Regions from separate parts of the Mus musculus genome. Here region 2 is linked to region 1. Evidence: chromatin contacts called from public capture Hi-C data. All regions are on one chromosome and are shown on one strand. Each heading gives the region's core, a stretch centred on a gene start, on an enhancer-like site or on the middle of the called end of the contact. The rest is flanking DNA. Distances are from core to core; before and after follow the strand shown.

The links. Capture Hi-C pulls out chosen DNA fragments and counts their contacts.
Region 2: a contact with region 1 is called in a capture Hi-C map of macrophages, with 5 times the contacts expected there. The contact joins the promoter of Gng7 here to the promoter of Arhgap45 in region 1. A contact is called at or near these places in 1 of 39 promoter capture datasets (pre-B cells) and 1 of 9 other capture datasets (macrophages).

Annotation. Positions count from the first base shown.
Region 1 is chr10:80,014,969-80,018,766 of GRCm38.p6, reverse strand. Arhgap45 (Rho GTPase activating protein 45) reads right to left here and starts at 2,095. Exons shown (of 23, transcript NM_001142701.1): 1 at 1,849-2,095; 2 at 663-987. The coding sequence starts at 1,941. Abca7 (ATP-binding cassette, sub-family A (ABC1), member 7) reads right to left here. Exons shown (of 47, transcript NM_001347081.2): 46 at 3,580-3,798; 47 at 3,195-3,461. The coding sequence ends at 3,309.
Region 2 is chr10:81,012,753-81,016,550 of GRCm38.p6, reverse strand. It overlaps Gng7 (guanine nucleotide binding protein (G protein), gamma 7), which reads left to right and starts at 1,626. Exons shown (of 4, transcript NM_010319.3): 1 at 1,626-1,695.

The DNA of each region.
Region 1 (3,798 bases), core at 846-3,345:
TGCAGCCCTCTGTCCTCACACAGTGCTCCTTACATACAACCTCAGTTTCTATGTATCTGAGCAAATGCCTAAGACATTCCCCCTGTAGGACCAGGCACGCCAGCAAACTCCTACACATCCTTCAGAACTTTAGTTGACACATGCACTTCTTTTCATCCTATTTGAAACCTCCTCATATCCCCCCCCCGCCCTTTTTCTTCTTCTACCTTTTTTTTTTTTTTTTTTTTTTTTTGGCTTTTCGAGACAGGGTTTTTCTGTATAGCCCTGTCTGTCCTGGAACTCACTTTGTAGACCAGGCTGGCCTTGAACTCAGAAATCCACCTGCCTCTGCCTCCCAAGTGCTGGGATTAAAGGCGTGCGCCACTTCTCTCTCTCTCTCTCTTTCTCTTTCTTTCTTTCTTTCTTTCTTTCTTTCTTTCTTTCTTTCTTTCTTTCTTCCTTCCTTCCTTCCTTCCTTCCTTCCTTCCTTCCTTTCTTTCTTTCTTTCTTTCTTTCTTTCTTTCTTTCTTTCTTTCATTCTTTCTGAGTCAGGGTCTCACTGTAATTCTGGCTGACCTGCATAAGACTCAAGTGTAGACTCACAGAGATCCTCCTGCCTGAGTGCTGGGCTGAGAGGCTGCCCACCTCCTGCCCTCCCTCCGTGCTGCTCTGAAGATCCTCACCGTCCTGCAGCACACACTCCTTGAGCTTCTCCAAGCCCTCAGCAAAGCGGGCCACATCCGCCAGCAGGGTTGAGATGTCTTCTACGCCATCAGGGAAAGCTCCCTCAGTGGGTAACTCTGCCGGACTGGCCGCAGAAAGGGGGCTTCGGTACCCACGGCCCAGGGTCCAGGTGGCAGTGCCCGAGAGCGGGAAGCCTGCTGCACTGGCATGGCGGCTCAGGCTGGTGGGTCTTTTGAGTGTCCCTGTGCCCTTGGCTACCGTGGACAGGGATGTGGCTGGTGGCTCCAGGCCGGGAGCTTCTGTCCAATCCTTCCTGGGCAGCTCCTAGGTATGCATAGGGAAGAGGAGTCAAGGGGATCCCCCATCCCAGACACTGCCTCAGTTTCCCCAGAAAGTCCTCACAGGGGTCAGAGGTCAGTGGGCAGAGAATTTTAAGCTCCCCCCCCCCCACCTGTTACCCAACATCCTCCTGTCTATAGCTTTCACAAACAACCGTCCCTACCCAAACCACAGCCAGAGGCGGGGCCTGTGGGGCACAGGAGGGAGGGGGCACCCCACTTCCTGGTGGGGGTGGGGAGGACTCTTGTGAGTCTCTAACCCTGTAGCCACCCCAGATACCTCTACGGGTGTCCACTTTCTAAAAACATGGATAACTTCTGTGACCTGAAAAGATCATCAGGCTCCTGTGTCTCAGGACACCCCCAGACCTAGTAGAGGTACCCCTAAACCTCACAAATTCTCAAAAGCTCAGCAGGCAGCAGCAGGTCCTGGAGAAACTTGGAGACCCCCCCAATCTGCTCTGTACACCTGCACCCCAGTTCAACACCAGTTCCCCATTGGCTTTCAGAACCCTAAAATTGCCCAGACCCCATATTACAGTGTAGTCACTAGACTCCAATACCAGTTCTACCCACTACCCACAACCGTCATTGGCACACGACGGGGACATCCCTCATCAAGATGGGTGACTTGGTTGCCACCCAAGGCCATCCCTACCTACCGTAATGCGGCCTCCTAGGTTCAGGCCACTCCTTGTCGCCGGCCATTCTGCCTGGTGTGGACTATAGCTGGCCCGGTTCCCCCAGCGTGGACCCAGCATGGTGTTGTAGTTGCATGCTATGCCCATCAGTGACCACAGGCTGTGGGTGTCATCCTGGGTCCCCACCCGCTCTGTGCCCCACTCACCCCTGAGGAGGACTGCGGGTTGGGGCTCCCCGCGCGGTTCTTTTTGGAAATAGAGGGAGTTTTCATAAGTTCTCGCTTCTTCCGAGAGAACATGGTGGAGTCAGCCCCAGTGGCCCTAGGTGAGGACAGGCGGGCAACGGCAGGGTGGGAGTCTGGGGGTGGTCTCAGTCCTGCAACTCCTGGTGCAGGCTGTCTCTGGACCACATTGCTCAGGGCCACCCCCTCCCCAGCTGTCAGAGCCACACGTGACTGGCTTGGCTCTCATTGGCGCATAAGTCTCCTACACAGGAAAAGGCTCCCCAGCAGAGGGAGGGAGGTGACACCTCAGATCCGCCCCCAGTGTGACTGTCCCAAGTGTCAGCTCTTATAGGACTCTGCACACTGACTCTGACACAGGTTCCCCACAGCAGGCCACCTTCCACTTGCAGCCTGTGTCCTGTGTGGCCACCCGATCCAGGCATTAGCTGACTCTTGCTTGGGACATAACATACAGTCAAGAAAGGCAGTGTCATGTGTATACTGATATGAAAGACCAGAGAGGAGGCTGAGCAACAGGTTCACACACAGATCAAACAGACACCCCCTGAGTCCCTCACCATGCACAGGTGACCCCCCATTCCCTATAATCACCAGCCTTACAGTCTTCTGGGGACCATAGGACCTGAAGGTGCCATGCCTGGGTGGCTTCCATCCAGCAACCCAGGAGCTCCACTGCCCTGCTGGCCTCCACTTAGCTCCCACTCCCACTCTGCCCTCTATATCCCAGCTCTGAGCTTCAGGTCTCAGGATCCCCAGAGGTACTATTTAATAATTTAGACACCATGTCCCTTAACCATCCCAAACTCCACTGACCTCAGGCACACTGGGTGGCTCTCGGGGACACAGCCCAGAAAGGCCGCAGCCTGCAGTACCTAGGCCCGCTCTCCAAGCTCTGGTCCAGCCACAAACCCAGCCGAGGAGCCCCTTAAGGGTCCCGTGCCTCCCACTCATAGTTGGATGGCTGGGGGTGGGCTTGGGAGGTTGTCTCAGGATGAAGACTGGCTGGCTCTGGGGTGGGCTTCTGGTCCGGTCAGGCCAGGAAAGTACCAGGGTCCTCTATACCGTCTGGAACATTCCACAAGCCTGACCTCATCTCTACTTCACGGTCAGAAACACTCACAAGTCCCGCCCTTGGGTGTCAGACCCACATAGGTACATGCAGGTCAGGATACGTGTGACTGGACACCTGGGAAGTGTCCGTGTTGCAGGCAATTCACAGCAGGACACACGCGCATACTGTACATGTGATAGTGTATGGGACTGTACAGAGCTAAGACTCCTAAAACACAAACTCAGCCGTGGCCTCATTCTCATTCTAGTTTCTTTTTATTTCCCCCAGAGCCCAAGGCTTTCTGGGAGCCAGCGTATGGTACAGAGATCCTCTGTCTGAGCTTTGCCACTCAGTCCCAAGGCAGGCATGCTCAGATCATGGTCTCCACAGAGCTGGGGTCTTCCAGGAATCGGCTGACACGTTTGGGATGCTGCCGGCCAGGTTTGGAAACCTCCTCTTCTTCAGCCTCCTGCCGACTGCTCTCTTCCTCTTCCCCTTGGTCTTTGGAGAAATATAGGAACACCTGGCAGGGCAGAGACATGGAGGGGGCAGAAATGCATGGGGTGGGGGTAGATGTCAGCCCAGGGTCCTGAGGCACCTCAGCTCTTCCCTTCAAACCCTTTGATGGTGCCCGAAGTCACCTCCTCCAGAGTGGTCTGGCTCACAGAGAAGTCCTCCACACCGTGGGCCCTGCCCTGGGCAGCCAGCTCCCTGAACACTCGTGTCAGGGTGCATCTGCCCCCCGGTGGCAGTTGGAAGCGCAGACGGCTGCCGTGCACCTCCCGGAGTTCAGCCCCAGGGAATGTGATCCTGATGAAGGCTATCGCCGGCTCAGGCTGGTCCGGTGGGACCCTTAGAGT
Region 2 (3,798 bases), core at 377-2,876, 1.0 Mb before region 1:
TTTATTTATTCATTTATTTATTTATTTATTTAAATTTTATGTGCACGGGTGTTTTGCCTGTGTGCATGTCTGTGTGAAGGTGTCAGATCCCCTGAAACTGGAGACAGTTGTGAGCTGCCATGTGAGTGCTAGGAATTGAACCCAGGTCCTCTGGAAGAACAGCTAGTGCTCTTAACCACTGAGCCGACTCTCCAGCATTAGTTAGTTTTTGAAACAGGGTCTCATGTTGCCTACAATGGCTTCAAACTCACCCATGTAGCCCAAACTGAACTCAAACTTGGGGCAGTCCTCCTGCCTCATCTTCTCAAGTGCTGGAAGATAGCCCAACTCTGCATCTACCAGGTGAACCACAAACAGTAGTAGGGTCTGGGGACAGCCTGGATGGGATGTGCCAGGGAAGAACACTGAAGAAAGGTTCTGGGCTTTCTCTGAATATAAAGTGCAGTGTTTGTGTGTGTTTGTGTGTGTGAGCACACGTGCATGTGTGTGCCTGTCTGTGCATGTCTGTGGTGGGGGCATTCATATGTGTGTGCATGTATGTGTGTGGATGTGTGTGTGGATGATAGCCAGGTTCCTTCAGGAATGACAAGAGTCCAGGGAGCCGAGCCAGTAGATTGTCTGTCACAGAATGTCAGTCCACACCAGAATCCTGAGGTCACCCACCCAGGGGCTGCACTGGTCTTTCCCTGGGATGGCTGTTACCTGCAGGGATGTTCCAGATGTCTCTGAGGTCACCAAGAAAACTTGTAGAGAATGCAGACCCATGGGCTGGGGCTTCCAGCATGAGTCCCTGGTGCCACTGCCCCCACTGGAGAGTCAAAGTCATCCTCTCCTGCATGGTGAGTTCAAGGCCAGCCTGGGCGGTTTACTGTGACCCTGTCTTAAAATATATATATATGGCTGAAGTTATAACCCAAGCCAAGTACTGCAAAAGCCAAAAAAAAACCCAAGTAACAGAGAGAATAGAAAAAACCGGAGATGAACATCAGAATACAGAAATGATAAACAAGCAAATAAAAAATCAGTATTTCCTCACTATCCTGGGTCTCTGCTCGGGATTCAAACTCGTTCCTTGAAAACCACAAGGGAGCTTCCTGTCCCTGGCTCCCATGGGGTTTTTTGACTGGACCTTGCTGTTCTGTTAGATCTGGGCTGAGATGGGGAGTTTGATCGGTGTTTTCTTACTGCTAAAATGATGCTCAGCGGAAGATGAATATTATCACAATATGGGATACAAATGTATGCAAACGTCATAATGAAACTCATTATACCATACAATAAATACACACCAATAAAATAAACTCGAAAATCCAAACAAAACAAAGCCTGACTTAGTACATGCCTAACGTTAAGCAGCTTCTCCTCAGAGAGGCCCCTTTGATTGCACCATTGATTGCCAATCTTTAGACGCATAACCCCGCCCTCCAGCTAGTGAATGGCCCGTGGAGACGCCATTCCTGGGTTTGGCCCGCCCACTCGAGCCCGAAGCCCCGCCCTGCCCCCAAGGCTAAGCCTACCAGACTGTCGGCCCTAGGCTCCTCCTCTGGACCAACCTCCGCCACCTTGGCTTCTGATTGGTCCGAATGCTACAGAGGCTCCGCCCTCATCGCGGGAGACCCCGCCCCATGGAAGAGCCCTCTCTAGGCCCCGCGGTGCGTTCGGCTGTGCGGCTGCTGAGACACTGGCTGGAGGCAGGTGAGCTCCGCATGCTGAAGAGACTCGGGGTGTATCGGGGAGGAGTGGGCTGCCTCAGAGAGGACGGGGGCAGCCCAGAGAAGTGGGGTGAAGTCAGACAAGAGTGGGGTGCAGTCAGAGAGAGTTGGGGTGCAGTCAAAGAGGAGTGGGGTGCAATCAGGGAGGAATGGGTGGCAATCAGTTATGGAGGAGTGGGGTGCAGTCAATTAGGGAGGAGTGGGGTACAGTCATACAAGACTGAGTTTGGTGCAGTCAGATACGTATTGGGTAAGGTGACAGGAGTGTGGTGTAGTCAGGGGAGTGGCGTACAGTCAGGAGAAGTGGGGTACAATAAGGGAGGAGTGAAGTGAAGTCAGACAACAGTGGGATACAGACAGAGAAGAATGGAGTTCAGTCATGGAGAAGAGGGGTGCAGTCAGGGAGGAGTGGGGTGCAGTCAAGGAGGAGTGGGGCACTACCTGTTTGCTGTTTGGTTGCACACAGTACCAACACCTTGGAGACAAAGACATAGAGCAGGGGGAAGGTACCTGTGTGTCCCTCTCAGGGACTCAGGGTACATAGGCTTAGATCTTGGGGTGCACAAGGCTCCAGTGTTGACTGACTGTTTCAGAAACTTCCTGTGGGAGTGTTAGGGGCAATAGTGTTAAGGTGTGTGGGCAGCTCTCCACTGCGGGGGTGGGATGGGGTGGGGGTAGGGGCGAGGTGGGAGAGAGGGTGACGGTGGCTGGCTGGGGGACCTCTTGTTATAGCACTGAAACTGTTGCCAGGTGTCAGGGAACCAGGCACCAAGTTCACCGGTTTGCAGCTGCAGACAGGTCTAGTGCTCTCAGTGGCTTTGGGACTCTGCTTTGATCTGTTAGCTGCTGTCCCTCAGTCCTCAGTCCCCCCTACCTCCTCATGAGGGCAGGGCAGCTAGCCCTGGGTAGGCTCCCTGCAGTATCTGCCAGGGAAGATATGTGTTAAGGCCATTCTGGTGCAAGCTGTCACAGAAAGACTATGAGGAACCCCCCTTGACTCCCACCATCCTGGGGTGCAAATGAGAATCTCTACCCCGGTGGTGGCAGGCGTGCTCTCCCAGTCCTTAGGAAACTGAGGCAGAAAAATGGAAAATTTGAGGCTAGCTTAGGCTACATAGTGAGTTCCAGGACAGCCACGACTGCAGAGTGAGACACTGTCTCAAAAACACCACAGTCAGCTTGCAGTTTAGTGTAAGATTGTCTCTGAACTTGGGTGACTCTGCTGTGCAGGGAACACTGGGTAACATCTAGGGACATGTGTAACTTTCTCAAATCAGGGAGGAGGTCCTGGCATGCAGTGTGGAGCCTAAGACTGCACAGTGCCTTGCAGGGCCCATAGTGTCCCACAGACAATGAACAGGCCCAGTGTCCACAGCCCAGAGGTGTGAAAAACTGCCTGAGATCTATGCAGCCAGGTTGGAAGGATGTGGACTGGGATAGAGCCCGGGGTGGAGAACCTGCCTAGAATCCCCCAGTGAGGCACTAGGGTTGGAAGCCATGTCCATCCTCCTGCCTCAGGCTCTACAGTGCTGGGATTACAAGGTATTTGTTAGGATGCTTAGTTCTTCCAGGTGGCTCGTTCTGTTCTGTTTTTAAGACAAGGTCTCCTGTAGCCCAGGCTACCTCCAACTCTCTCCTGATCCTCCAGTCTCTGTCTTGAGTGGCAGGACAGGTATGGGTCACCACACTTGGCCCTGTGAAGGTTGCTCATACTCCGATTTCTATTGCTTTGCTTTTCTTCCTTCCTTCCTTCCTTCCTTCCTTCCTTCCTTCCTTTCTCTCTTTCTTCCTTTCCTTCATTCCTCCTCCTCTCTTCTTCCTCCTTTGAAGACGGGGTCTCATTGTGTAGCCTAGGCTGGCCTGGAACTCCCCCTGCCTCTGCTTCCTGAGTGAGCTTAATGGAGTGACTTTCACACTCAGTTCTGTGTGACTTTGAAATTGTGAGTGATTGAGCCTGCATCGCCCGCACCCACAGTTTGTTTCGTGAAGGATCTTGGGGGTCCCCTAGTGAGTCCAGTGTGCCCAGGCGAAGAACACTCAGTGGGGCGGCTAATCTTTGTCTCCACAGCACAGACTTGTTTTTTGC